3 separate regions of the Mus musculus genome follow, and regions 1 and 2 are each linked to region 3. A link is a contact called in public ChIA-PET and promoter capture Hi-C data. All regions are on one chromosome and are shown on one strand. Each heading gives the region's core, a stretch centred on a gene start, on an enhancer-like site or on the middle of the called end of the contact. The rest is flanking DNA. Distances are from core to core; before and after follow the strand shown.

Region 1 (4,396 bases), core at 622-3,121, 160 kb after region 3:
GATTGGAACTCTGGAAAACGTAAAAATGTTTCTTTCCTGATGATGAAATTTCAAGATGCTGATGTCATATGAGAAATGGTCCTTTTTCAAATACTTCTGGCAAATAAATTGTTCTAGGCTTTATATACTGAGTAGTATTATCTGGAGCAGCTTAATGTGTACTGCCTAGACATTTTCAAAGTTAAAAATTGACAACTCTAATATGTGCATTTTAATATCTCCTTATATATAGTGGTAAACAGGTATTTCCCTAGTTCAAAACACAGGTTTCCACAACTAAGAGCTGGAGAGAGCAAAGGGGAAGAGGATGGGCTGGTGACAACCTTCAAAGCCAACCTGGACACCAGCAGGCCTGACCTGTGTCTTCTGTTGTCTACATTAGCTTGCGTGATGCCTGGATTCTTTGCTCCAAGTCCCCTTTTTTTTTTCTTATTTCTCTAGGTCTTTCTATGAGCAGATATCTTTCAGTCTTTTATATCATTAAACTCAATCAGGTGCTTATTTCTTGAACAGTAGAAAAGTCCTGGGGCAGTAATGTTTACCTGTAATCTCTGCAGCTGTGGAGGCTGACACTGGACAATTCCATGAGTTTAGGATGAGATCTATAGGGACATCATGTTCCAAAGGAATAGAAATCTGACACTTCCTGAAAGTGTGCTTCTCCAGTGTTTTTTCTCTCTCATACTCCCTCTGTCTCTCCCTGTGTCTGTCTGCCTGCCTCTGTCTGTCTCCCTTTCTTCCTCTCTCCCTTTCTCCCTTTCTTCCTCTCTCTCTCATTCAAGTACTACAACTTCTAAGAAAAGTGTGTTCAGTGAAGCAGTCAGGTAGAACAGATATTATTATAATCATTTGGCATAGTAAAATACAAAAATCATCTAAGGCTAGTGGCAAATTTCCAAGAACAAGTTAATACATTTTTATGATCAGTTGTTGTTTAACATCTAGTACCTGATTTTCTGTAAATCTTCAAAGCATATATTTGAAGTATTTTTATTCTTTTTATTTAAGGCTTTCTTAAACAATATACGAAAGCCTATTTCCAATGATACATGTGCAGCCATGTAAAATTTTATTGTTGGGAAAGTTTTTAGTTATCAATTCTATCTTATGCATGATTTATAAAGTGAAATGTTGGTTTTTCCAGAGATAAGGCCATGGTTAGTGACCCCATCTCAAGGGATGGTTTCTTACCCATTATTCTTACTTAAGATCTTAGCCTAAGCTATCAGGAACATCTTGTAAATAAAAAAATGAATAAAAAAGATAAAACAGATAAATTGCCATGAGAACTAGGGCTCAATATTTTATTTCAGCCAAGAGTTCCACAACTGGTTCTAGGAGGCCTCCTTCTTTTGAAGTTTTCACCTCAGTCTGTGGAACTTGTCACACAGATTCTACTGAGGTTGGAGTGGCATACATGAATAGGTAGCTGCAGGAAGGTCAGGACTTCTAATCACAGGGACAGAAACATAGGGAATGAATCCATAGAATCATGGGTAAATCCATTATTACTCAGATAAATCTTAAACTTTTGTTTTCAAACTCTGCCCTGGCTCTACTTTTGAGGGAGAGCAGTTTCTCTCTTGGAGCAGGAGATTCATGTGCAACTCAAAATTAAAGATTAGGAAAGAAGAGAGTAAATTTGGAGAAATAACCGGATCTCTTCAGCCCATGAGAGCTATTTCCCCAGGCCACCCTTCCCTCTGACTCCTAGGCCCAGAACACTCAGCAGAAAGCCAGCAGTTCTCCACCTCCCCTTCCTTCTTAGTTTCAAATTAAACTCACCAAAGCAGAGACAGTGCTTTCTTCTAAATTCCTCCCAACTCTGCAGTCTAATATTGTTCTCACACCTTCAAACACCAACCAAATGACCCAGAATCATGGAGAGGAGCAAAGTCTATACCCTGAGAACTTAGTCACTAAGCTTCTAAGAATTTAGTCACGGGCTCTGGTGAACCACAAGAGAAATGAAAGTTAAGACTTTGAGGGGTGGAACTGAGAAAAAGGAACCACAGAACTATCAACCAACAGGGTGGTACCCCATTATTAACTGGGGTTTTACTACCAGAGGGAGTCAGTTGCCTTAGGTCAGCTCTGCCTTCCAGTAACTTGGGACATTTTCAGAGCTACAGGAACTTGTTATGTCACTTGTTCAGACTCATGATACAATCATCCAAAAAGTTCCTGACCCTCTGGAAATCTGCCTGTGATGGAAAGAAAGCTTTCCCCATGGGCTTCTCCTGCACCTGAGCTCCTGTGCTGGCTTTGCCTAGGTGGCAAGTGTGGCCCAAAGGGAAGGAAAAAACAAGACTAGGGACAGAAAGCTGCAGTGTTCCTCTGAGGTTGGAGCTGGACTCTTGTAGGATGAGAACAGGAAGGAAGTTGCAGTTCAGGGAAGCTGCCACACAAGCAAGATTCCTCATCCATCAGGGACAGGATGGGGAGGAGTCATGTGCAGAGCCAGGCAGAAATACCTCACTACCCTCACAGCAGAGAGAGTAGTGAGTTGCAGAGGGCTCTCCAGCTGCCCCATGATGTCCCCAGATTATGTATTCTGTGGCTGAAAAGACCTAGTCCTTTCACAGTGTTGATCTGACCCATGCATTCATTTCCCCCTTCCAGGGCTCCCTCACCAGAATGTCTTAGTTGTTTCCATTTGATTTAGGATTTGTATTAAAGAGCAACAATACTGATGTAACATTCCCTGACTAGAAGGTAGAAATCTGTAGGGTTGTGAATGGGCTTCTCTGGGCCTAGTGTTCACCTAGAACCTAAGTGATGGAGCCCAGTGATGGAACCTAAGCGCTGTACTAAATCAGGTGTGGAGACACACACACGTGTCATCTGTCGTCCTTACTCTTCTACTATTGGGATAAACACCATGACTAGGGCAAGTTATAAAGAAAGTGTTTGACTTGGGGCTCAAGTTAAATGGATTAGAGTTCATGACCACCACAGTGGAGAGCCTGATAACAGGCAGGGAGACACAGTGCTGGAGCAGGAAGTGAGAAGTCACAACTTGAGACACTATCTTGGCACAAACCTGAGGCAGAAAGAGAATGGTGGTGGTGGTCAGAATCTATTGAATCCTGAAAGCTTGCACCCATGCCATACCTTCTCCAAGAATGCCACACTCCTAATCTTTCCTGAACAGTGTCCTGATAACTGAGAACCAAGTATTCAAAAATCTTAGCCTCTGGGGCCATTGTTATTCAAACCAGCACAGGATGCCCCTGCCTTGCAGCTGGCTGCATGAGGATCAGGAGCTCAAAGCCATCCTCAGCCATGGTGACGTCAGGACGGCGTGGGAAACACATGAAACTTTCCCAAGAGAAAAGGAAAGGAGAAAGAAAGGGAGGAGTAAACAATGAAAGAAAGAATGAATGAAAAGAAAAATAAAAAAGAAATAATTAAATAAAGAAAGTCAGTTGTGTGAGGGAACAATGAAGAAACCTGTGCAGTCACCATCACTTGTCTCAACCCCACTCCTGTTTCCCTCTCTCATTATTTCCCTACATTCTCAGATCTACTGAAATATGGGATAATGAGTGACAGCAGATATGAACCTGTAGTTTGAATTCATTTCACATATATGATGATCTTTCTTCTTCCTTCTCTTCTTCCTTTGAGACAGGCTCTCAAAGTGTACCCCAGCCAGACTCTAACTGAACTCTAGCTCCCTCAGCCTCACAGTGCTGGGATCATGGGCTTTTGCTGTTGTTCTTTAATTTGGTTTTTGACTTTAAGGGATTGAAATCTAGGCACTGTGGATGCTGAGCTACTCTTCCATCACTAGCTATACCCCTAGTCTAAACTACACATTTGCATGAACACATGAGACTCTACTGTTGTTCTTACTGTGACACAATTGCTGGCAAGAAATGTTATGGTGTTCCCATCCTTCTGATGTGTAACTATTTATGCCAAACACTAACAATTTGTTTTTGAGGCAGGGATTTACTCTATACTCAATCCTGGGCTAGAGCTCTCTAAGTTTTCAGGACAGTCTCTAATTCCAGGGAATACTACTTTCTCCAACTCTCAAGTACATGGATGAGAAGCAAGGGCTACCATGTCTCTGTATTTTCCACATTTTACTCACCCACCGTCTTCTCTGTTTGTTCTTAAGGCTTGTTCGGGAATTAAAACTATAAAATTCCCAGACTATTATCTAGCTCTGCATGAACATTCTCTGCAGACAGAATTCCACTCCTAACTCTGCAAAACTCAGACACTGTCCTTCAAGTCTGCCATCACCCTCTGACCTCAGTGAGAGGATGGAGTTGACCAGGCAAGCACAACACTAGCCACACTGTTAGTGAGCAGTGTTACTGTGTATGTGATTATAACTGTGTGCAATACCCATTGATATTCATTTCTAATAGAGGAAAGGGAT
Region 2 (4,301 bases), core at 375-2,874, 200 kb after region 3:
ATAGCATTGGAAATGTAATTGAGGAAAATATGTAATAAAAAAAAGGGTATAAAAAGAATGAAGAGAGTTCAAAGAACTGATGCCATAGAAGAAATGGTCCTTTTCCAAATAGGCCTGGCAAATAAATTCTCTCATTTACAAAGTATCATTTTTTGAAGCAATTTGACACGTATCCCCTAGACGTTTCCACATTTAAAAACTGGACAACCCTAAAACATGCATTTTAATATCTCATAACATATGGTGGTTAAGAGAGTTAATTGCTATGTTCAGAAAACAGGTGTACACAACTGATTGAAAGCAAGACAGAGCAAAGGGAAAGGGGATGAATGGGCTCTTGAGAACCCTCAAGCCAACCTGGACACAGGAAGTCCTGACCTGTGTCTTCTGGAGTCTACATTAGTTTGGGTGAAGCCTGGATTCCCTGCTCCAAGTCCTTTCTTTTCTTTCATGGTTCTCAAGATCTCTAGATCTTTCTATCAGCAGACATTTTTCATTCTTTTATGTCATCAAATTCAATTAGGAGCTCTTGCTGTGCCTCCTAGGGCACTAATGTTCATGTGTAATCCCAGGAGCTGGGGAGGCTGACACAGAACAATTCCATGAGGTCAGCCTGGGATATACAGGAATTAAAAAGCTGTCACTTCTTGAGAGTGCTCCTTTGCTGTTCTCTCTCTGTCTCTCTGTTTCTTTCTGTTTCTCTCTATCTCATCCAATCTTCCTTTCACCCTATCCTCTGTCTCTTTCCTTGGGATTAAATTAGGAGCTGGTAGAAACTTGCAAGTGCTCCTCCAGCCCACTAATTGCACCCAAATTAGCTAAATAGATTTGGTCTTATTAGGTCCTTGGACTCTGGATCTTACTGTGTCGTCTTTCGTTGTATCCAGAATTACTAGTCTGGGGTGATCTAGATTCAGATACAGGACATATGGCATATGGGGAAGGGTAGGCAATGGTAATGATTTTAAAGTGACATTAGGAATTCCCTACAGACTTCAGGCTATTTTATAGTACAAGTACATTAATAGGAGGCTGCAAAGAGATCAAGACTTCCAATCACAGACAAAGATCAAAGGAAATAAGCCCTTAGAATCATGGGTAAATCTACTATTACTCAGAGAAATCTTAACCTTTTTTTTCAAACACCCCTCTGGCTATACTACTTCTTTGGAGGGAAATCAGTGTCTGTGTTGGAGCAGAAGATTCATGCTGCAACTCATAATTAAAGATTAGAAAAAAGACTGGAGTCTGTTTGGAAAAATAACGGACCTTTCCAGACAGGTCATAAGAGCTGTCTTCCTCAAGGCCACCCTGTCTCTGGCTCTCATCCCCATAATATTCAGCAGGAAGCCAGCAGTTCCCCCCCAACCTCTTCCTGCTTTTTAACTTCAACTTAAACTCACCAGAGCAAAGACTGTGTCTTCTTCTAAATTCCTCCAAACTCTGCAGTTGAAAATTGGCTCACACCTTCAGATACCAACCAAGAGACCCAGGATTTGTGGAGAGGAGCAAACACAGGCAAGAGTCTAAGTCCTGAGGATTCAGCCAACTGTGCTGGTCCTCTTGGGAGCCAGTAGAGAAATGAAAGTTAAGACTGTGAGGGCAGGAACTGAGAAAAAGAAACTAAAAACAACCAACCAGTGGGGTGGTACCCCATCAATATCTGAGGTTTTACCACCAGAGGGAGTCAGTTGCCTTAGGTCAGCTTTGCCTTCCAGTAACTTGGGACATTTTTTTTCAGAACTACAGAAACTTGTTATGTCACTTGTTCAGACTCATGATACAATCAACCAAAAAGTTCCTGACCCTCTGGGAATGTGGAAAGAAAGCCTTCCCCATGGGCTTCTCCTGCACTTGAGCTCCTGTTTTGGCTTTGCCTTGGTGGCAGGTGTGGCCTAAAGGGAAGGAAAAACAAGGCTAGGGACAGAAAGCTGCCGTGTTCCTCTGAGGTTGGAGCTGGACTCTTACCGGAAGAGAACAGGAAGGAAGTTGCAGTTCAGGGAGCTGCCACACAAGCAAGATTTCCCACCCATCAGGGACAGAATGGGGAGGAGTCATGTGCAGAGCCAGGCAGAAACACCTCACCACCCTCACAGCAGAGAGAGCAGTGAGCTGCAGAGGGCTCTCCAGTTGTTCCATGATGTCCCTCAGATTATGTATTCTGTAACTGAATAGACTTTGTCCCTTCACAGTGCCGAGCTGATCCATTCATTCATTTTCCCCTTTCCAGGAGTCCCTCTACAGGATGTTTCACAAGGTCCCATTTGATTTAGGATTTGTTTAAAGACCAGTACTACTGCTACACCATTCCCTGAATAAAAGGTGGAAATCTGTAGAGCTTCTCTGAGAGTAGTGTTTGCCTATCATTATAGAGTCTGATGGTGGACCCTCAGCACTGTACAAAATCAGGTGTGGTGGCTCCTGCATGTGATCTGTCTTAGTTACTCCGAACTGCTGGGATAAACACCATGACTGGGACAAGTTGTAAGGAAAGTGTTTCATTTGGGGCTCACAGTAGAGTTCATGACCACCACAGTAGGACACATGGCACCAGGCAGGGAGACAAGGTGCTGGAGCAGGAAATGAGAAGTCACACCTTGAGACACAAACTAGACAAGAGGCAGAGGCAGAGAGAAAATGTTGTTGTTGGTGGTCAGAATCTACTGAATCCTGAAAGCTTGCATCCATGCCATACCTTCTCTAATAATGCCACACTACCAATCTTCTTTTCTTTTCTTTTTTTTTTTTAAGGATTTTTTTTTTATTGGATAGTTTCTTTACTTACATTTCAAATGTTTTTCCCTTTCCAGGTCTTCCCTTCGGAAACCCCCTACTCCTACCTCTATGAAGGTGTTCCCCCTCCCCCACTCCTATCTTCCTGCCCTAGCATTGTCACATACTGATGCATCTAATATCCTCAGGCCCAAGGGTTACTCCTCCCACTGATGTCCAACAAGGCCATCCATCATCTGCCACATATGTGGACATAGCCATGGCTCCTTCCATGTGTACTCTTTGGTAGATGGTCCAGTTCCCAGGAGCTCTGGTGGTTCTGGCCCGTTGACACTCTTGTTCCCTCCATGAGGATGCAAACCCTGTCAGCTCTTTCAGTCCCTTCTCCAACTCCTACACTGAGGACCCTGCTCTCTGTCCAATGGTTGTCATTGAGCATCTGCCTCTGTATTTGTCAGTCTCTGGCAGAGTCTCTCAGGAGACAGCCTTATCAGTCTCCCATCAGAAAGCACTTCCTGCACACTCAATAGAGTCTGATTTTGGGGACTGTATATGGGATAGGTCCCCAGGTGGGGCAGTTTCTGAATGGCCTTTATCTCAGTTTCTGTTCCACACTTTGTCTCCATATGTCCTCCTGTGAGTATTTTGTTCCCCTTTCTAAGAAGCTCTGAAGCATCCACACTTTGGTCCTTCTTCTTAGGCTTCTTATGGGCAGGTCACTTCCCCCTTTATCATCTCCAGGACTGATGAGGCCATAGTTGCTATGATCCTGTGTCTGCCTGTCCTGACTTCTCACACTTCTGCACGGATGGCTGTGTGACAGGGATGGGGAAAAGGGTCAAGTAAGAAATGAAGGATCAGAATGAACCCTGTTCAGATGTCAAGGAAGGACCACAATGACAAGTTAAAAGAACAAAGAAAGATATGTGGAAGGAGGTTTGGTGACATAGCAAATAGTACTTTGTCATACTTCAGGTGCTGTACTTTTAGGTCACCCCAAATGACAGATTTCATGTATGGGGATGCTATCCCCCTTTTACTGAATAGTAGAAAGAATTTACTGTCAACATCCTTGTGTAGCCTCCCTTTTATCCTTCCCTGTCTTTCCCAGGCACCATCTTCAGTGTCCTAAGCACCAAACCTCTCATACCTCTGGCCACTCCTCTTCTATCAGGACTAGTCAGTGAGACTCACTCTGGTGCTCTTATTGCCAGTTTCTTACCAGAAAGAGCTGATGCTGACACGGAGTGTAAACACTCCCACGTCCTGATGCACATATGTATTGATTTCTCTGATTATTATCTAATAAAAGACTATGCATATATTTGTTCACATGGTTCCATTAATCCCTGTGCTAGATGTATAAAGATGGTCACTTAAGAGGGTCATTTGTCTTCAATACACTGAAAAGGTATGAAAATCATCCCATGGAGTCTTCTTTCATATGAACCTGTGTGGGGGCAGTGAGCTGCTCACAGTCAGACTGGTCTTAGTAGAACAAAGGTCTGGAACCCCAGGGACTGGATGGGTGGTGATTTCCACCTACATGGGATGGAAAGTATTTGGTC
Region 3 (4,037 bases), core at 1,401-3,900:
CTTTTCCTCCGTTGCTGTCTGTCTCTGAGCCTGCAGTAAATTTCTTACATAAACGCCCCGCATCACCACCCTTTTTTGTTTTTGTTTGTTTGTGTGTGTGTTTCTTCCTTCTTCAGCTCATGTTTAAGCAGTCATGATGGTGAGAGTCTATGGGTATAGCTTCCGATGTTGCTGGGAGACAACAGTCCCACAGCAAACTCCTTGATCCTCTGGCTCTCACAGTCTTTCTGCCCCCTCTTCAGCTATGTTCCCTGAGCCTTAGGTTCAGATTTTGGTAGCTGTATTTGGTAGATGCATCAGTTGGGACTGTACTCCACAAGCCTGCATTTTGACTGGTTCTGATTTCCTGTTAGGGTCTCAGTCTGTTACAAAGAGAAGTTTTCTTGATGAGGGGTGTGTTAGGTCTCAGGCAATTCATATATCCCAAAATGACAGTCTTAGCCCAATTCAAGCTGAACTATAGAAGAATTTCTGTTGGTTAAATAAAAGCCAGCATTTCTAACTTAATTTCTGAAAAGGACATATTTCCCTTGCCTCTGGTAGAAAGGACAGATACCTGTGGCTGCATATCAAAGCCTATGCCAGCCTCCATGGTCCTTCAGCCCCTATTCACAAGTACCCTTTATACATTCCAAAGCCTGCAAGCTAGCCTGAGGGCTCTTCTCAACTCCCCAGGTCTCCTTCTCCTCAGATACCCCTTTGTTTTCTATATAAAGATATGGTTCCTCCTCCACCATTATCTATCTTGCCATATCCACTATTCTCCCCTACTATTCTCACTATTCTTCTTATGTCCAAGACAGACATGGCCATGTCCAGTCTGTTTCTGCTCTGGGCTCGTAGAGATGCATCTGGATGTTCTCTCATACATACTTCATTACATATATATATAATATATATACACATATATAAAACAATATTTTATATTTGTATATACTATACATTATATTGTATATACTTATACTGTATATTATATTGTATATCATTATATTGTACATTATATTGTATACATACACTACATATGTCTGTGTGTGTGTGTATATATATATACATACCTTTGCTTTTTTGTGGTTCTTTACTGTACCCCTCACATACAGTGAGGACTACACTTATCTGTGGATATAAAAACAAAGTTTGGATTGTTTCAGGAATTGAGCTGGTTTTAGTAAAGTCGTGGTTGTAGGTTTTCCTTTAAGATTTATGACTTTGAGAGAGAAAGCTAGGCTGATTTCATGACAGACTTAAAATTGGTAGTTAAGGAGACTAGGCCTAAGAACTGAGCCAGTCCAGGCAAGTCAATTACCAATAGAAAAAATCCTAGGCTCCAGCCTTCAAGCCCAGTTAATGGAATGTCCCAACCACCTGGCCTGAAGCAAGGCCAATGGGTAGGCAGCAGTTTCCAGACTTCCTCAGTTACTACCTTGGTAACAGTTCCCAGACCTCCCCAGCAAGTTTCCTGCCCTCACACCCAGGTAATAGAATGTCCATAGAGATGGACCCAATAGATTAACATAGAGGTCCCTACCTCAGAATTCCCTAATGAGCCTTAAATCAGACCAGCAAGCTCTCTTGGGTGTCTCTATCTTGGTAATGGGAGACCCCAGCTTGCTGGACTTCTGCAGAAATCTATCTTTACATTTGCATACCAGTTGAGTTGGGTGTCATTCTTCTTTGAATTATGGACCCTTACAACTTCACTGGCACCATTCCCTGCTGCAGGCATGGTTTCCCTTTCTTGTTTATTGGGTAGACTTGATAATTCTTGAGGGGGGTGGGTAAGAAGAGAGAAAGAGAGAGAGACAGAGAGACAGAGAGAGAGAGACAGAGAGAGACAGAGAGAGAGAGAGACAGAGAGAGAGACAGAGATAGAGAGAGACAGAGACAGAGAGACAGAGAGAGAGAGAGAGGAGCACTACCAGCAGGGAACATGTGGAGAGGGGACAGGGGGAAGGAGAAAGGGCTCAGAGAGAACAAGGAGGGGCCAAACAGTCCCTTTTATAGCAAGCCAGACCTACCTGACTGTTGCTAGGTAACTGTTGAGTGGAGCCTAAAAGGAATGTAAATGTGCTAACCTGGAAGGGATTGGGGATGGAGACACTTGAGAAGGTCAAAGTGGACAAAGGTCAGTGCAAAGCTGCAGATTCTATTTTCATAACCAAAGGGTTATTGTTATTCACAAATTAAGCAAAAGACCGTGCTTTTTTTTTTTTTTTTAATGTGTTCCCATGTATTCCTGGGTTGTTGTTCCCCTAACTGAACACCTTTAAACATTAAGGAACTCAGAGACCACCCTCAGATGGTGACTAGATAAAAATACCGCTGCTGTCTGGCCTGAAAAAGATTGTAAGAAACTGTATAGCTTGCTGGGCCATTTGTTTTATTTTCGGCTCACACGTTAATAAAAGTTTCTCGTGTTTCTTTTGAGTTCGTGGCTGCCTTCTTGCTGAGTGAAATCTTCCCTTAACATGGTCTTTAACCACCTGATGTAAGTGACAGCCCTTAGCTATGGCCACCAAAAAGCTCTTCCTGGCTGCTGAAAACTTCTCCTCTAGCCTTGGATCACCAGAGTCCCTGCATTGCCATCTATTGGTGGCCTAGAGTTTTGCCAATACTTAGGACTCAAAAGTTTCCTCCTCTTTCCTGTATCCGCTGGTTTGGAGTTTCAGTTTCTTTTCTCTGCAGTCAAAAAGGGAGGGGCTGCTGGTTGGTTTGGCTGGCTGAAACCAGTCCCTGGCTTTTCCTCACCGCTTCTGTCTGGAGGAAAGATCTCCCCTTCCAGGTCGGAGGTGAGGGTCCAAAGGTGTGTGCGAAAGTTTGTCCAGGGTGGAGGGAGGGAGACCCTAAAAGGAGAGACTTCAGTGACGCTTAGGAGAGGCTTATTTGCTCACAGATCACAAACCGCAGTGATCTGAAGTTGAGAAAAAGAGTTCGTGAGGAATCGAATTGAAATTGAGCAGGAAGGTCTTTTTTTTTTTTTTTTTCTGGAGAAGCCCCTTCTTTTGCTGGGGCAAGCACTTCCTGTTTCCTTCTGCTCTGCTGCTGTGATACACCTTGTAAACAGGTCTGGAATCTCAGGAGCCCTCCCCACCCCCCGCGTCCCCTCCTCTTCTCTCCCTTCTCCTTGTTTCCTCTCCCCTCTGCCTACTAAGATACTGTAGAGTTTCAGGGGTTCAGTCTAAGAGGAGCCTCTATTCCCCTCCTTGCAGCCAAAGGGGCTATCAGTGACCTTAACATCCTGAGCCCTTGATTTACTTGAAAACCCGCCCCCGTGTCACTTTCTAACTATATGTACCTCTGAAGAGCCACTCTTAGGATTCCATGTTTACTTAAACAGAGATTTTTTTTTTAAATACGTATTTATTATTTATTTTTGAGGCCCGTTTCACCGCCTTACTGAGGTTGGTCCTGGAGTTCTGGGGTCAAATATCACCCTACCTCAGCCTCTTAAAGTAGCTGGGACTGCAAGCTTGTGCCTTCCCAACCCCCTCACCCCTCCACCTGCTTGTTTCTGTCTCAGTAGCCATAAGAGATCCTGGTGTCCTCACCTGGCTTAGGCCTTATTGATCATTCTTGCTTGCATCTTTGCACTAAAAGTTATATCAGTTCTTTTTTTTTTTTTTTTTGCTTAGATAGTAAACAAGAGTTAGGTATTGCTCTGGACAGAGCCTAGGTGTTCTTGGTAAGATATTGATCCTGAATATTTTCCATGTTAGGCTAATATATGGGCATTTTGCATCTTCATAGATGGTTTAAACACCTGCCCGCCATTGTCCAGTACTTTCACTTTTCAGAATTCACCACATCTCCTTTTTCTGAATCTGCACTGCAATGCTAGAGAGTTTAGTCATGGCCAAACACAGAAGATAATTAAGGTGTCTCTCTCTCTCTCTTTTAATTAAAAATGTCAATGGGAAAAAGCGTGTTTTGGCATAAAAAAGCATACTAAGCACCCATTCAATATTTATCTAATATGAAATAAATCGACATGCTTATACTCCAGCTAGGAATGACAATAAGAAGAACTAAGTAGCTTATAA

The links. ChIA-PET counts read pairs in DNA pulled down with a chosen protein or histone mark. Capture Hi-C pulls out chosen DNA fragments and counts their contacts.
Region 1: an RNA polymerase II ChIA-PET map of memory CD8 T cells shows a contact between it and region 3, with 46 read pairs. The contact joins the promoter of Trim30c here to the promoter of Trim34a in region 3. A contact is called at or near these places in 2 of 39 promoter capture datasets (the C10 cell line and pre-B cells), 3 of 115 datasets of contacts at active chromatin or transcription factors (bone marrow-derived macrophages, effector CD8 T cells and memory CD8 T cells) and 1 of 9 other capture datasets (liver).
Region 2: a promoter capture Hi-C map of liver shows a contact between it and region 3, with 4 times the contacts expected there. The contact joins the promoter of Trim30a here to the promoter of Trim34a in region 3. A contact is called at or near these places in 1 of 39 promoter capture datasets (the C10 cell line), 1 of 484 Hi-C or Micro-C datasets (LSK cells), 4 of 115 datasets of contacts at active chromatin or transcription factors (effector CD8 T cells, embryonic stem cells, large pre-B cells and 1 more) and 1 of 9 other capture datasets (liver).

What each region holds. Positions count from the first base shown.
Region 1 is chr7:104,398,907-104,403,302 of GRCm38.p6, forward strand. It overlaps Trim30c (tripartite motif-containing 30C), which reads right to left and starts at 1,872. Exons shown (of 8, transcript NM_001378693.1): 1 at 1,786-1,872.
Region 2 is chr7:104,444,501-104,448,801 of GRCm38.p6, forward strand. It overlaps Trim30a (tripartite motif-containing 30A), which reads right to left and starts at 1,625. Exons shown (of 8, transcript NM_001357467.1): 1 at 1,404-1,625.
Region 3 is chr7:104,241,807-104,245,843 of GRCm38.p6, forward strand. Trim34a (tripartite motif-containing 34A) reads left to right here and starts at 2,651. Exons shown (of 8, transcript NM_030684.3): 1 at 2,651-2,786.